Regions from separate parts of the Bombyx mori genome. Here all the other regions are linked to region 2. A link is a contact called in public Hi-C data. All regions are on one chromosome and are shown on one strand. Each heading gives the region's core, a stretch centred on a gene start, on an enhancer-like site or on the middle of the called end of the contact. The rest is flanking DNA. Distances are from core to core; before and after follow the strand shown. Region 1 has its middle 39 kb from the start of LOC101735787. Region 2 holds the start of LOC101735915. Region 3 has its middle 17 kb from the start of LOC101735787.

Region 1 (5,121 bases), core at 2,601-5,100, 38 kb before region 2:
TGAACAAAGGCCGGGCTAACAATAAAACCAGGCGAACAATGGCCGGGCGATTGAGTGGTCGGTGAGCACGTCCGCAGGCGGCGGGTGCTTCTGTCGGACTGGCTCCCGTCTGAAGGAGCGGACAGTCATAGACCAATTAAATTTGGGCTGAAATTGAATGTTTGGCGGTGGACTGTGGTAATCATGTGGCGGTGTCTTCGACCATAATCACTTATCATCAAGAGGGCACGCTCGACTATACAACATTGCAATCACAAAAAACCAGAGTATATAAACCGGCGAATCCATGAACAACTTGAACGATAGTACAAACCATTGTGCAACATCCAAACTTATTACATAAAGAAAGTACAATCTTCACTTTCGTTTCGGATAAACATAAATAAATGGACAATAAAAGTTTGAAGAGAATCATTGTCCGAGTAAAGACGTCCGCTTAAATTGTTACACAGATAATACACGTTGTTTGGTCACGCCATTGTATCCGTATACTAAAATCGTGTCGTGTAGTTGTGTATTTTAGGATTTATTACTTTTGGCTAAAGTTGACGAAGTTTCAGCTATGTGTCTGTAGGTTTTATTCATTGTAATTTTACGGGTGGTGGGGTGTAGTTTGAACCAATCATGGATAAGTACTACAAGCCGCGAAACAGCAAGGCGTTTGAAGAATGACACATCCGTAATAGTATACAGTTGAGATTTAGACTTTACGTCTCAAAGTGGGTAGCTGTACTCATCAAGTAATGGGTATGCTCCACTAACTGCTTAATACCAGGTGGACCATGAGTTCGTGCTTACACCTCTGTATTCCAAACCACACAACTCTACATTCAAAAAAGAGGCTAGCCTCCCTCATGGGTTACGCCAATGTGGTTATATACAGACATGTGTGCTAAGTGCGAGTTTTTTAACATTCTCGATAGCGTAGAAGCTAATTGAAATTTGTATGTAGTTGGAACCAGCACCCCTAGCGGCAAACGTAGGCAAAGATTGAGGCAAAGTTTGAGTTAACTCTTAAGCTATCGAGAGCGCTAAAAAACTTGCACTAACCACACAGGTGTTGATATGTCATGAAGGATGTTCCATGTGCTCATCGAGACATACCTACCCACCTCGCAACTCGAAGATAGCGGGAAAAGAATTAAAGTCTCTCCTCTATCTCCCCACGTGCCGTAAGACTAGAGGCACGTAAAAAAATGGCAAACGCTGGGAATGTATTATCAGTTCGAACATTAAAATTAGTTTGTATACCAGACTATTGGAAGAGCGAACCCGCGCTCGCAGCAAACTCGACAACTGACCACCATTCACTTTTAATTCTTTAAATTTATCTGTGATTGCGGTTCTCAGCTGTAATCTTTACAGGGTGGAGGTTACTTCAACTTTGTATGAACAAACCTTACAAAGATGAATCTATCTGCTAACTAGGGAGAATTGTCAGTGTTATTCATCAGGAGGTTCTTGACCCCGGTTTTCTTTCTTAGCTTAGACTGCGACCTCACGGTTCATACGGTGCACTGATGGCCGTTTGGGAGCAGAGATGTCGCATTTTACATCCGGATCGTACGTGTCAAAATTGATCTCTGGAGTGAGCAGGTGCCTCACGACGTGCATTGCATTAGCAATGACTGTCATTCTGTACCAAGCCCTAAACTCAACTGGACAGTAAAGGCTATGATTATTGTTATTACTGCATGAGTGTTAATGCGAATTAACATTCGGTAAGTACTCTTGTAATTTTACACATCGCTCCTTTCTCCTTGTCGGCATTTCTTCAATTAGATACGATCCAGTCTGTCGTCATTATTACATAAAACTTCAGGACCAATAAATATAAATATTTGAAAGTTTCTCAACCGTTCTCAACTCAAATTACATGGCTTGAGGATAACACGTTTATTTATAGGAGAGAGTATACGGACACTGTCTGCGAGATAAGAATCATATTGTTTATTTAATTTATTACTTTTTATGTTACGTATTATTATGAAGCTTTTTTTTATAGCCTTTGTAGGAAGACTAGCATACGGCCCACCTGATGGTGAGTGGTTTGCGTCAACCATGGGCTAAAGCAATGCCAGGAGCAGAGACAAGCTGCTGCCTACCGTTAAGTATTCTTCACAAGCCTCGTTTGAAGAAGGACAGTCGTAGCGCTCGGGAAACACCGTGGAAGGGGATCATTACAAAGCCGGATGGTACGTGGCAAAAAGATATCTAGAAGCGCACTATGAATGAACTCTATTCCGGTGGCGGGCGGTGCGATGGTAAAAAAGAGAATATGGAATCATCTTATCTCAATCTTATCAATCCAAATACTTTACAAACCATTATAGTGCTTAGTGGGATGTAAGAAGACCATTGCTATCTTACAGAATATCGTATTTAGTAAACGGCTAATAAAGCTCACTTGGTTGGTGGATTTCTACGGCATTTTCTCGCGACTCTTCAACTAGTCAGAAAAGAACTAAATTAAATTCACTGCTACAGTCGGAACACAGAACTTAATGCCCTCGGGATTGCAATACCATTTTCAGCTTATTTCAGAACATTTTCTTTAATAAAAGTTGAATGCACTTTTACAGAGGTTAGTGAAAGTATTTGTCTGTTCGCTTGTTTTGTTCCGTGGACACGATAAAGTTGCCTAAAAAGTAAACATTTTAAATATAGAAAGTAAATTGGTTTTTGCTATTGGCTCAGCGGCAGCTTTTTTACGCGTAGTCTCGAGTTTGACATTGGACACGTGACAAAGCGAAGGCCGTCACTGTGTGTGTTGTGAAGTCTACCAGCGGTGCCATTGTTCAAACCGGAACGCATTACTGTTTCGAGGTATAAATGGGCAGATCAGGACATCCTACCAACAATTCTCAAATAGACCACAAGGGGCAGAGAATTGAGTAAAGAAGCATTTAGCAATGAAAACTGTTAGGTATGTAAGCTCGGCGGCTGCGTCCGCCGTCAATATAATAAAGTAGTGCGTAAACAACCGGCTTTGTCATTACACGCGTCCTCGGACACACTAAAAACTAAATAAAATTGTAAGACTAGTTCGAACTTACTGTAGCGCTAATAACGAGGCACAAATTACAAACATAGAGGGCTATGCCACCGTAACCGAGCGAATTAATGACCTCACGGAGCTCTGACCTGAGGATGTTGCTAACACTGGCCCTAACAAGAGCAGTTCTTCGCAGAATCTACCACCGGATCGGAAACGCGACCCACTGAGATGATCCGGCGAGAAACTCAGTGGGCTGTTGAATTCCTCTGTGAACAGTCGCAGCCCAGGCTGAGTATTGTCACGTGATGTCTTATTATTGCTTATTAAAAATGTTCAGGGTTAGCTCGTGAGTTCCGTCAATGCCGGACGCTTGCTAGGTTTTTCTTATTGTATGGATAGGTGAACGAGCTCACAGCCCACCGGGCGTTAAGTAGTTATCGGAGCTCCTATAACGTAAATGCGCCACCCACCTTGAGATATGAGTTCTAAGGTCTCAGTATTGTTACAACGGCTTCTCAAGTCTTAACCGAAACGCATTACTGCTTCACGGGCTAGTCAGGCCCGTGGTACCTACCCGTGCGAACTCACAAGAGGTCCTATCACCAGTAAAAAGCAGCAGTAGTATTTTGCGTTAGTTGGTATTGGTATATTGTACTCTTATTTTCCTGAACTATGAACCCGTTACATACAGTTGATTGTATGACATGAGTCGGCGAGTCGGCGAGATGACAGCGTAACATAACAATAGTATAAGCGCGCAGGTAAACGGCTGTTCGGGCTATGATATGCTCTGTTATACAGTTCAACCAAATCTAATGGTCACATTATGAAGACTGGCCGTGACGCCGATGACATCACATACTATAGACAGCTACACCGTCCAGCACGATGGCTTCGCGGCATACGTTAGAGCCATATTCTCAATGGGTTGGGATTCCGGATTAATTCGTGAAGCAACATAGCCTTTGAGCTTTTAGGTCTCTTGGAGGCGCTCGGGCAGCTGTTAACAAACCTGTCCTGGTGTAACCAAAAAGGCCTCTGGGAGACCAGAAATCTCTTCGTCCCAAAAAAATACTTTCAAGGGTTGAAATTTATTGTACGACCTTATTTGCGAATATCACTCGAGTGCGTATGGTATTGTCTTTTTTGTTATGTTATTAATATAAATTCGACAAGGAATTAGTTAAAATCTTTTATATCTAGACTCTAGATTAGTAGTAGACTCTAGACTCTAGAAATTAGATTCTGGATTCTAGAGGTTGGCGGTAATTTTCATAAAATAAAAAAGGATGTACATAAAGGTTTATAACGCCAACCCGATTGAAACGCTGGTGTACGAAAGAGAGAGAGAGAGTGAGAGAAAGAGAAAGAGAGAGAGAGAGAGAGACAGACAGAAAGGGAGCGAGAAGCTCCCAGTCTTCGTTCTATTAATTGCCAATCCTTATTGGAAGTGATTTCTATAGATAGTATTCTATCTAAAGCTACTCATGTTTTAAAATACAGAATATTGCAAAAAGTTGATTATTGTCTCAAAGCCGAACCTGCACCACCACAATACGGATGTGGAAGCGGTTTTTTTTTCCCTACCTATGCTGATAGCCTTGCGAGGCTATTTCAGCTTCACGCTAACGTGTAGGTGAGCGCACGGGACTCAAACCAGAGAGTTGCTGGCACTGGCCCTAGCAAGAGCAGTGCTTCGCAGAATCTACCACCGGATCGGAAACGCGACCCACTGAGAAGATCCGGCGAGAAACTCAGTGGGCTGTGTCTGTGGCATGCGGAAGCGGAAAAATACTAGCATGTCATATACCATCACTTACCTTGAGAATTACGGTAGGCACGAGCGAAAGTAACCACTCACCGCCAGGTGGGCCGTGTGCTCGTATATCTATAGCATCCAAAACAGTGTAAGTCAAATTTAATCGCGTTCATTCTAACGTTGGTTCAACTGTTCAGGTCAAAGTATTAAGAAAAGTAAACGAACAACAAAAAAAATATGTTTGTACATCACATTCTTTAACAAGGAGCTCCTCGCCCTTTGTATATGCTTTGGAACAAGGGTCTACGTTAACGAGCCACTGCTGTACGCGCTGTGAGGTTTTCTCACAGTGCCTCATTATCAT
Region 2 (4,494 bases), core at 311-2,810:
CGCTCATGTCTTCAATTATAGATAACTCTGCCGTGTTTATACCTTTGCTTGAGTCAAATTATATTTATTGAATAACTAGAAAAGAATTAGTATGTTTTTTATTTATTTATGCAGAGCCATTTTTAAAGCCTTTTTTTTTAAAGTGACTTAATTGTAAATGGAATCTATAAGCATCTGGCGATTTAACCTCTTATTGGTAACAGTCGTTTTGCTCGGTCTAATTGAATTCTTTGCAACATTCACGCGGATTACTAACTTCGTCACTAGTGGCAGAACTAAATCGGCACTGCTGACATGCCTATTTCTACCGCGATGAGGTCATGCATTATGGCTGTAAGAGTAGGACAGAAGATATCACTTATAATGTAAACTACGGTCTACGTCACAAGACGTATTGTATTTTTTTTCTATCTAAGCTAAGTCTAGATTTGCAAACTTTTTGGGATTGGTTTCAACGGAGGTTAAAATATTCCGTAATGAAATAACGTACATAAGTAAATATTGGAGGTAACTTAAAAAGGTTTACACGCTTGTCGTCACCCTATACCCAATCATATTTGTACTTAGGTACATTGATCTGAATAAAACTTATTTCGTACTATCGCAACGAAATGGTCAGATTTCATCAATCATATGATTCAAGATAAGGAGATCGAATGTTGTTTGGTAAAGTAAACAAAGATGAAACTATATAGGAATATTGAGAATCGCAAACCTAACAATATGGTAGTTCCCATTGCGATACGAGGGTAGTTTTTGATGATTGCAAGTTGTATTTGTATACTTTGCCAGAAATTTGAGATATTTGGTATTATGAGATATTATATGTACTAATAAGTATTTAAAAAGGTTAGGCAGAATAAAATCGTCGAAGGTTATTAACGAGCACGATTAATAGCCAGAGATAAGACAATAGCCATGTATTCACCTACAGCGGGCACAAATAAACGCAAATACATCGAACAATATCGAAGATAATGTATCGGCAGGCAGCGTTATCAGATGTGTAACAGTACATTCGTGATCTCGCACACTTTTACCGATGCTGCACTGCGACCGAGCTATTACCGGGGGCCCGCAAAAAGCTTTCTACCGGCCCTCGTGTCGGCACACATACCGACACACCGACATTGTCCGCGTTAATTACAAGGAGGTCGATCTCGAGCGACGACCCGCCATCGCACCGCTTACTTGCACTTATCCCGTGCCGACGACCTACGAACCCGCGGCTGAATTGGCACGCACCAGACGTAAACTAGAACTAAAACAAACGGTACTCACGTCGCCCATGGTGAAACTCGTAACGCAATCCGATATCCGAATGGGAAGGAAGCTGATAATTGCACACAAATGTTTCACTGTTTCGACATCACGGCACCGACACCTGGCACGGTTCTAGTTTTGTGGAGCGTGCGTTGCGGAAGACGGACGCGGCCTGAGCGCTTACGTCCTCTGCGGAGACAGCCTCGCGAGTACAGACTACAGAGCCGAAGCCATATCACCTGGCCCGCTAATTGGCGCGAGAGTGAGAGGCCTCGACGGCGCTAAAACGTCAAAAGTTAAAAAGAGAAAGTAGATCCAACTTGAAACACCTGAGCGCTGTTTTAGCTACACTATTCTGTTTTAGCGTCGAAATTGTGAGCGCCAGTTTGAAACTTGACCCTTGAGAACGGATTCACGCGCTATTGGCTTCCGAGGGCCAGACCTCCCCACAAATTGGGCAGGAAGCGGCCCTTAATTAAATGTCCTGTTAACTTTTTAATGTAACTTGAGTGGACTTCGTGCACCGTACAGTACGAACTCGGGACATTGTGAGGCTTCTTTGTATAGGCGCTAACTGTTGAGTAAACTTGAAAACAAAATTCATTAAATCAGTTTCGGATTTGTAGTGGTTTTCAAAATAAGGTGGTCTATATTGGTCACCGAAACTTACAGACATCACAACGTGATTACCGGCCCTTGACACTTGAAAACGAAGTCTCTATTGTATTGTATAACAGCTGTCCAACTCTTCAAACCGGAACGCGTCTGACAGTAAATACTGATGGATAGGGTTTGTGAGGGTCCGCGCGCGCAGCAATACTAATTATTTATATAAATAAATGAGAACTCCACTGCATAGTCTAAGATTGGTACAGGGATGTATTCACGCTGATGCGTGTATTGGTTCCAGTGCTTAATACCAGAGTCGCACGTTCTTTTGCCATTCTATGTGCGTTTTTTAACTTCCCGATTGCGTAAAAGTTAATTCAAATTTGTATGGAATTGAAACAGCTTCCCTTCGTTTGCCGCTAGGGGCGCTGTTCCAACTCCATACAAATTTGAGTTAGTTTTTACGCGATCGAGAAGTTAAAAAACTCGCACTAAGCACAATAAGCTTTATAAACAACCGTTTCAACTCGTCTGCAGTCAATATGGCGTGAAGCAGTTGGTGCTGATCGAGACCAGTTGTCTCGGGCGACATTTGTTATTTACATTTTATCAAACTTTAACTTACGACTCGGTATTCATGTTTAAGCCGTCAACGAATCGTCTTCTCGCATTAAAACTGTATAATCTCAAAACTTACTAATTTTACAGGAGAGTCTCTTAAAGGTGTAACATGTAATCTTTTTAATATTAATCATATTTGCAACATTTTTTTTTTTACCATTTACATTAACTGTCTTTTAAAGTAAGATAAAATTATGTATAAATTTTTTTAATAGTAGCCAAAACATAGGTAAAGTAAAAAAAACTACAACTAAACTACGCTCTTTTGATAGTATTTATGAGAAAAATACTGGTGATACCAAATGCTTACTTGTTTTAATGCGAAAAGGCGAAATTGTGGAAATGTTATCGTAATTTTTCGATTTTCGTACGTTTGAAGTAGTTAACCGTTTTATTGGTTGTATTTTTTTTTTTTTTTTATTGCTTCGATGTATGGACGAGCTCACAGCCCACCTGGTGTTAAGTGGTTACTGGAGCCCATAGACATCTAAAACGTAAATGCGCCACCCACCTTGAGATATAAGTTCTAAGATCTCAGTATAGTTACAACGGCTGCCCTACCCTTCAGACCGAAACGCATTTCTGCTTCACGGCAGAAATAGGCAGGCTTAGAAATAGTACAGACGACACGACAAAACGCGATTTTTTTTTCCTTCAAATCATTTACAAGATATGAACGAGCGAGGTTACTACCTTCACTCATAAATTGGTTCTTTTTAACAAGGGGGTTATATTAGAAAAGCTTTTCCATTTTTATAATCTCGCCTTTCAATATTCCAATATCGGAAATAATAAAGTCAGATAACGCCTTACGTCTTACATATATTATGTGACGGGTTTGAATCAATTGCTCTGGGTTTTGAGAACGGATGTCACTTAATATCATACCAAATGAGGACAGCTCTTAACTAAACGGAAGGTAGTTCTTGAGATATTGTTACCACTACACATTGCTAGCTTTTTATTTTCGCGAGTGGCAGACATATTTAAAGGTAGTTTAAAGACTTAATATCTCGTGTCTCTTAGTTTCGACGTTCGGAATACTTTACAGTTTGGAGGCTTGTAGAGAGTACTGAAAGGCAGGCTCGTGGCTAGGCTCTGTCCCTGGCATTGCTGACGTCCATGGGCGACGGTAACCACTCACCTTCAGGTGCCTCATGAGCTCACGCTCGTCTGCCTACAAGGGCAATAAAAGTAAAAGTTTAAGTTAAAAGTCGTCGTGGTCTAAAGGATAAGACGATCATTGGAATAGTAATAAAAAGAAATAAATAGAAAATAAAGTATGTTTACAATAATATTAAGATATATTAGATATAAGCATACAATATATTAAGCAAAAACAAAAGTACATATGTAAGCAGTAAAAATAAGAAAACAAAGCAAATGGGCTTGACATAAATTAAAACTTACCTTCCTCTTCTCCTGTCCAGCTACCTGGAAAACAAAATTAAAAAGTATTGTTAGAATAGAACTAGAAGAGAAATGTAACAAATAACATAGGAAAAAGTAGAATAAGCATGTAATATAATAAGCAGTAGCATAAGAAGCTAAAATGTAAACCATAGGAATAAGATAATAATATTGAAATTGTTAAAATTATATAAAGACATAAGTTTCAAACAATATTTTTGTAATTGATTTATGAATAAATTAGCAAAATGTTATGTACCCCGAAAAATAAAACAATAGTAGGTTAAGCTAGCGGGAGTCCCACCCGGCTAAGTATGACAGATGATGAAGTAAGTAAACTAGATTAAAAAACGAAGATGAGTAAACTAGATTAAAAAAGACCCCGTGATCTCACGACCGGGGAAAGGCTATAAAAAAAAAAAAAAAAAAAAAAAAAAAAAGGATAACACGTCCGGTGCATTCGTATCTAGCGATGTACCGGTGTTCGAATCCCGCAGGCGGCTACCAATTTCTAATGAAATACGTACTCAACAAATGTTCACGATTGACTTCCACGGTGAAGGTATAACATCGTGTAATAAAAATCAAACC
Region 3 (4,833 bases), core at 2,111-4,610, 61 kb before region 2:
CCACCTGTAAACACCAAATTATTGTTCTAAGACCCACCGAAATAGCGCTAGTGTAGGAAGTGGGAATTATATGAATATAGCAGTTTGAAACAGGGTGCTGGATGGAACTGAAGTGTGGTAGCTTATGGCAATTATGGCGCTGTTTTTTAAATCTTTCCACTTGCTACTATGGCACCACTTTAATTTGCTTCCTTTCAGCGCACACTGTTGAATACACTCAGATGGTGCTCCTTACTTCTAATCAGGCGAATGACTGCGTCTAACATCTTGTCTAGTTCTGTAGTGACAAAGAGGAAAAGATTTATTATATAAATAATAGTTGAAAGAAACTAACAAATTACGCTTTTATAGAAATCCAACTAAAAAAAGAGAAAATAAATTTTAATAAATTTGAATTAAGAATAGTGTAAGAAAAAATGATTTTATTGTAAAATAGCGTGGGGTGCTTTTCAGAATACAAAATAACCCTTCTACTCATATCTATTTATAAAATATTTATAGCTACTGATACCATGCACCCCACGCTTTTTTTACAATAAAATATTTTTTTACACTATTTACAAAAAAAACATTAAATAAAAACACAATTGTATCCTCGACACTGTACAACGCCCGCATTGAGTATTAGATTATTTATACTTAAAAGATTTTGCTATTATGTTACGTTCAGGCGTTAAGCTGATTTTAAACAATCACGTGTGGTGTAATGATGTGGACTCATTATAAAAGTTAATCCACTTTTATCTTGTTACCATAATTGGCTCAACTGGATCAAAACTCATATAAGCCCTGTAATGCTGTATTAATATATGTGTAAGTTCATTGTTAAGACGGCAAAAAACAATGTTTGGATATATTTAAAGCTTTTACTCCACATAGAACGCCTGAAGGTTGATCAAAGAGTCGTCGTGGCCTAAAGGATAAGACGTTCGGTGCATTCGTGTTGAGCGATGCACCGGTGTTCGAATCTCAGGCGGGTACCAATTTTTCTAATGAAATACTTACTCAACAACTGTTCACGATTGACTTCCACGGCGAAGGAATAACATCGTGTAGTAAAAAATAAAACCCGCAAAATTGTAATTTGCGTAATTACTGGTGGTAGGACCTCTTGTGAGTCCGCACGGGTAGGTACGACCACCAGGCCAATATTGGAAAAAGAAATTCCAGAAACAATTCTCAATACTCTTGTGGTTGTAAATTTCAATACGTTGCAAAGAAACTTCACGTCTTTTTTAGAACACAATGAATGCTCTACGTACCTACTATATTATATGTCAGGAAAGTAATATTAAAAAATCTATTGTTTTATGATCGCTATCTTTGATGAATGTATATATTAGAGTTTGGAAATAAACTCGGCGGTGTAACATAAAGCTAAAGCTTAAATCCTAAAAAAGCTAGTCCCTGTGAAATTTAAATAGCACTAGCGCTCAATAAAAATAAATACAAAAGGCTTTTAATATCACTCACATTGCCTTACGTATTGCTATATGGGATTTGAGTTTGCGGTCCTCCTGGTAATGAGTGGTTTCAGACGTCCATAGACACAAGGCAACGGAATTCGTGGTAGATTTCGTCAGGATAGCAGCACTTGCCCACGCGCGTTCACAGTACGTCCTAACTTCTGTAATATTATTAATTGACCTGGAACAATATCTCTTCTTCAACCCATATCCACCCAATGCTGTGTGTAGGTATCTTTGAATGCACCCCATTCTCTTCGGTCTCTTGCCTTTCTCATACAATCCCTACCAACCACTTTTACCAGGTCATCGGTCCACCCAGTTGGCTATCTGTCCACGTTACGACGTCCAGTACGAGGTCTCCACTCCAATACTTTTGTGCCCCATCGATTGTCAGTGCGACGGTATATGTGACCGGCCCACTTCCACTTTTTCCGAGCAATCTCTTTGGCTATATAAGTCAAACCAGTTCTTCTGCGGATTTCGGTATTGCGCATTCTATCCCGTAGAGAAACGCCTAACATAGCCCGTTTCATGGCTCTTCATGAAACAATATCAGTCATGACTATTTCTACAATAAATCCAGTTAGCAATTTCTTTGTAATTGGATTTTAATTGACCGGCCTTCAGCTAATTTATTTAGGTGTGTGTCGTCGGCCGTGGTGTAGCTCTCGAAGAACTACTAAATATTTAAGTGGATTAAGTACTATTTTGGTAATCACTTTATGACTGATCAGCACTCACCGGCGCGGTAACGTACCGCTGGAGGCGTTTCGAATAGGTACACAAAATATAGTACCTAGTTATTGCAGATACATTTTTGGAATATTAGTGAGAAAAAACCCAGCTTTATTTTAAGAAAATCATAAATTCGTATTCACTAAATTGACGGCAAGTCGAATCGACTGTAACAAGTTTCAGTTTCCTAGGTGATCGGGAAGTGCCGTAAAAATCACTGCAAAAAGATGTCGGTTTTTGGTGTCATTTCTCATTTTACAATTACTAGATCCATTGTTCCCTGCGCACCAAGTGCTCCCGACCGATGACCGTTAGTTCGACCAGGTGGCGGCAATGTTGCGGCGGCAACATTCCTCCAGTAAAGTTCTCTGACTGTAGCCACTGAACTTTACGTTGGTAACCCTCTAATCGTGGCGCTTCTAGTTAGAAGTTCAGTTGACTTCCTGAATCAAGTGTCGGCGGAACGCAAACTGTCGCCCTAAACATGGCGTGTCGAATCCTCCGGATCCAGTCTAGGTGCTTTTCGGCACTCCAAGCGTCGAACCTGGCTCATGGACATAGCCCGCTGAGTTTCTCGTAAAATCTTCTCAGTGGGTCGCGATTTCGATCCGGTGGTAGTTCTGCGTAGCAATGCTCTTACTAGGGTCAGTGTTAGTAAATTCTCTCAGGTAGATTCCGTGAGCCAGCACGAGAAAAAAATAAAACAAAAGAATTTCCAGGAGAATTTAATTTTGAAAATAATGTTTGTCACTGAATACTTGTGTCCAGTATGTCTTTATTTATTTATTTAGTGATTTATGTAAAACGGTCGTGAACTGTATTCCGTCTGGCTATTCCGATTGCTGACTCAATTAATTGTGATGTTGATTGTACACAGCTTTCCCGAAGACGAAGCCGGTGGTGGTGGTGATGATCCCTAACATGATACGACCACCAAAAATACGCGATCTCTTTTTAAATTAGCTTGAACGTTATCTACAATAGCTGTTAAGAATATAGAAATGAAGTGTGTTGACTACAGCCTTCTTATCTGCTCACGAAATATTTACCATCTATTTATTACCATTTACCATTCATCCATTCAAGTTGAGCCCTCCCAACCCTAGGACAATAATAACAGTGAATCCGCAAATAGCGCCATCTGCCGGCTGTTCGAGTTAGTTAGCACCCACTTTACGTTTCTACTAGATGGCGCTCAAATACTTTAGATACTTTAGAATGTCATTAAACTCATGATTGAGAATTTATTACTCAATCTCAAACTCTTAACTAGAACTTGAACTCGACTTCAGTGCTGCGGCTTGAAAATTCACAAACCACTCGAAAAGCATTATCTTATCTCTAATAATATCTATTATATTATTTGGATGATTAATATATTTTATGGATATAATTTCATTGTTAAGAAAGGAACGCATGTATTTACTGAAATGGCCCACGCCATCTATTTTATTGGTATCACAAATAAAATAGATCACAAATAAGATAGCGTAGCAGAAACTGGCAAGATGGTGGTACCTACCCGGGTAGGCTTACAATACGTTCCAGTACAGTGATAAATATTATTAAAGTTCTCGATTTCATATTCTTTAAAATTATTCATTGTATTTTTAGTCAATTAATCTTACTTTTCTATCACAAGACATTGTCAACTATTGCACTGACGATTACCCATAGTTACCTACCTACTTTGTTGCTGCCATGTTGGTACAACTAAAAAAATAAATAAATGGAGTACTCAATTTGATTTCACATCTCAAATAGCGACAATCAGATTGTGATATTTACAGTCAATGGTAACCATTTAACACCAGATGAGCTTGTGAACAGATGGCCGTTGGGGCTAGAAGGTTCTTGAGCGGCGACCGCGTACTGGGAGACGTAGCGTGGGTAGGCCTCCCACAAGGTGGAACGAAGACCTATTGAGGTTCGCGGGGATCCGCTGGATGCAGGCAGCGCAGGACCGGTCTTTGTTGCGAGGCTTGGGGGAGGCCTATGTCCAGCAGTGGACGTCCATGGGCTGATAGAATAGAATAGAATAGAGCTTGTGAACTTCTCAACCCGTCTACACCATTTAAGAAACAATAAAACTTTATGTTTTCTCTGTTTTAGCGTTGTTGCGTGTGATCTGAATATGTTCCGTTTGAAACGGTTTAATTGTCTCAATCTGGAGGTCAGTGGCGACTTAGCACGCAAACTGACCCGTTACACAACATTTCTCACCAGAACCAGAATGTCGAATCTAGAATTTTTTTACAACGAATAAGGAACCTTCGGATTGGAGCTTTAAGACGGTTTCGGTGTATTCCAATGCAGATTTTTGAAGACATCACCAACTGAAGGCCACTGCAGACCTTTAGATGGAAATCTAAAACGTATTGGAAAATGGCTATCGTACACTACAAATCAGAATGCACAGTCTGCGGCAGACATCGGTAGGATGGTGGAAGGTGGTTCGTGCGGGCTCAATGCGTCCTACTGTCTTTTACGATAACAATCAGAGATGTGGTGGTGCTATTATAAGCCAACAACGTCGAAGTCGTCGTGGCCTAAAGGATAAGGCGTCCGGTGCATTCGTGTTGAGCGATGCACCGGTGTTCGAAATACGTATAGGTACTTAAAATGTTCA

The links. A called contact is a pair of places that touch in the nucleus more often than the background predicts.
Region 1: a Hi-C map of midgut shows a contact between it and region 2, with 10 times the contacts expected there. The contact joins the enhancer-like site here to the promoter of LOC101735915 in region 2. A contact is called at or near these places in 5 of 7 Hi-C or Micro-C datasets (middle silk gland, midgut and whole pupa).
Region 3: a Hi-C map of posterior silk gland shows a contact between it and region 2, with 2.8 times the contacts expected there. The contact joins the enhancer-like site here to the promoter of LOC101735915 in region 2. A contact is called at or near these places in 2 of 7 Hi-C or Micro-C datasets (posterior silk gland and whole pupa).

What each region holds. Positions count from the first base shown.
Region 1 is chr18:660,716-665,836 of ASM3026992v2, forward strand. No RefSeq gene overlaps it. Among protein-coding and RNA genes, the nearest start is that of LOC101735787, 39 kb to the left of the region's middle. Within about 2 kb of position 3,851, at least 3 of the 8 cell types and tissues checked have open chromatin away from gene starts, as enhancers often do.
Region 2 is chr18:700,970-705,463 of ASM3026992v2, forward strand. LOC101735915 reads right to left here and starts at 1,561. Exons shown (of 2, transcript XM_012690188.4): 1 at 1,282-1,561. The coding sequence starts at 1,290.
Region 3 is chr18:638,406-643,238 of ASM3026992v2, forward strand. No RefSeq gene overlaps it. Among protein-coding and RNA genes, the nearest start is that of LOC101735787, 17 kb to the left of the region's middle. Within about 2 kb of position 3,361, at least 6 of the 8 cell types and tissues checked have open chromatin away from gene starts, as enhancers often do.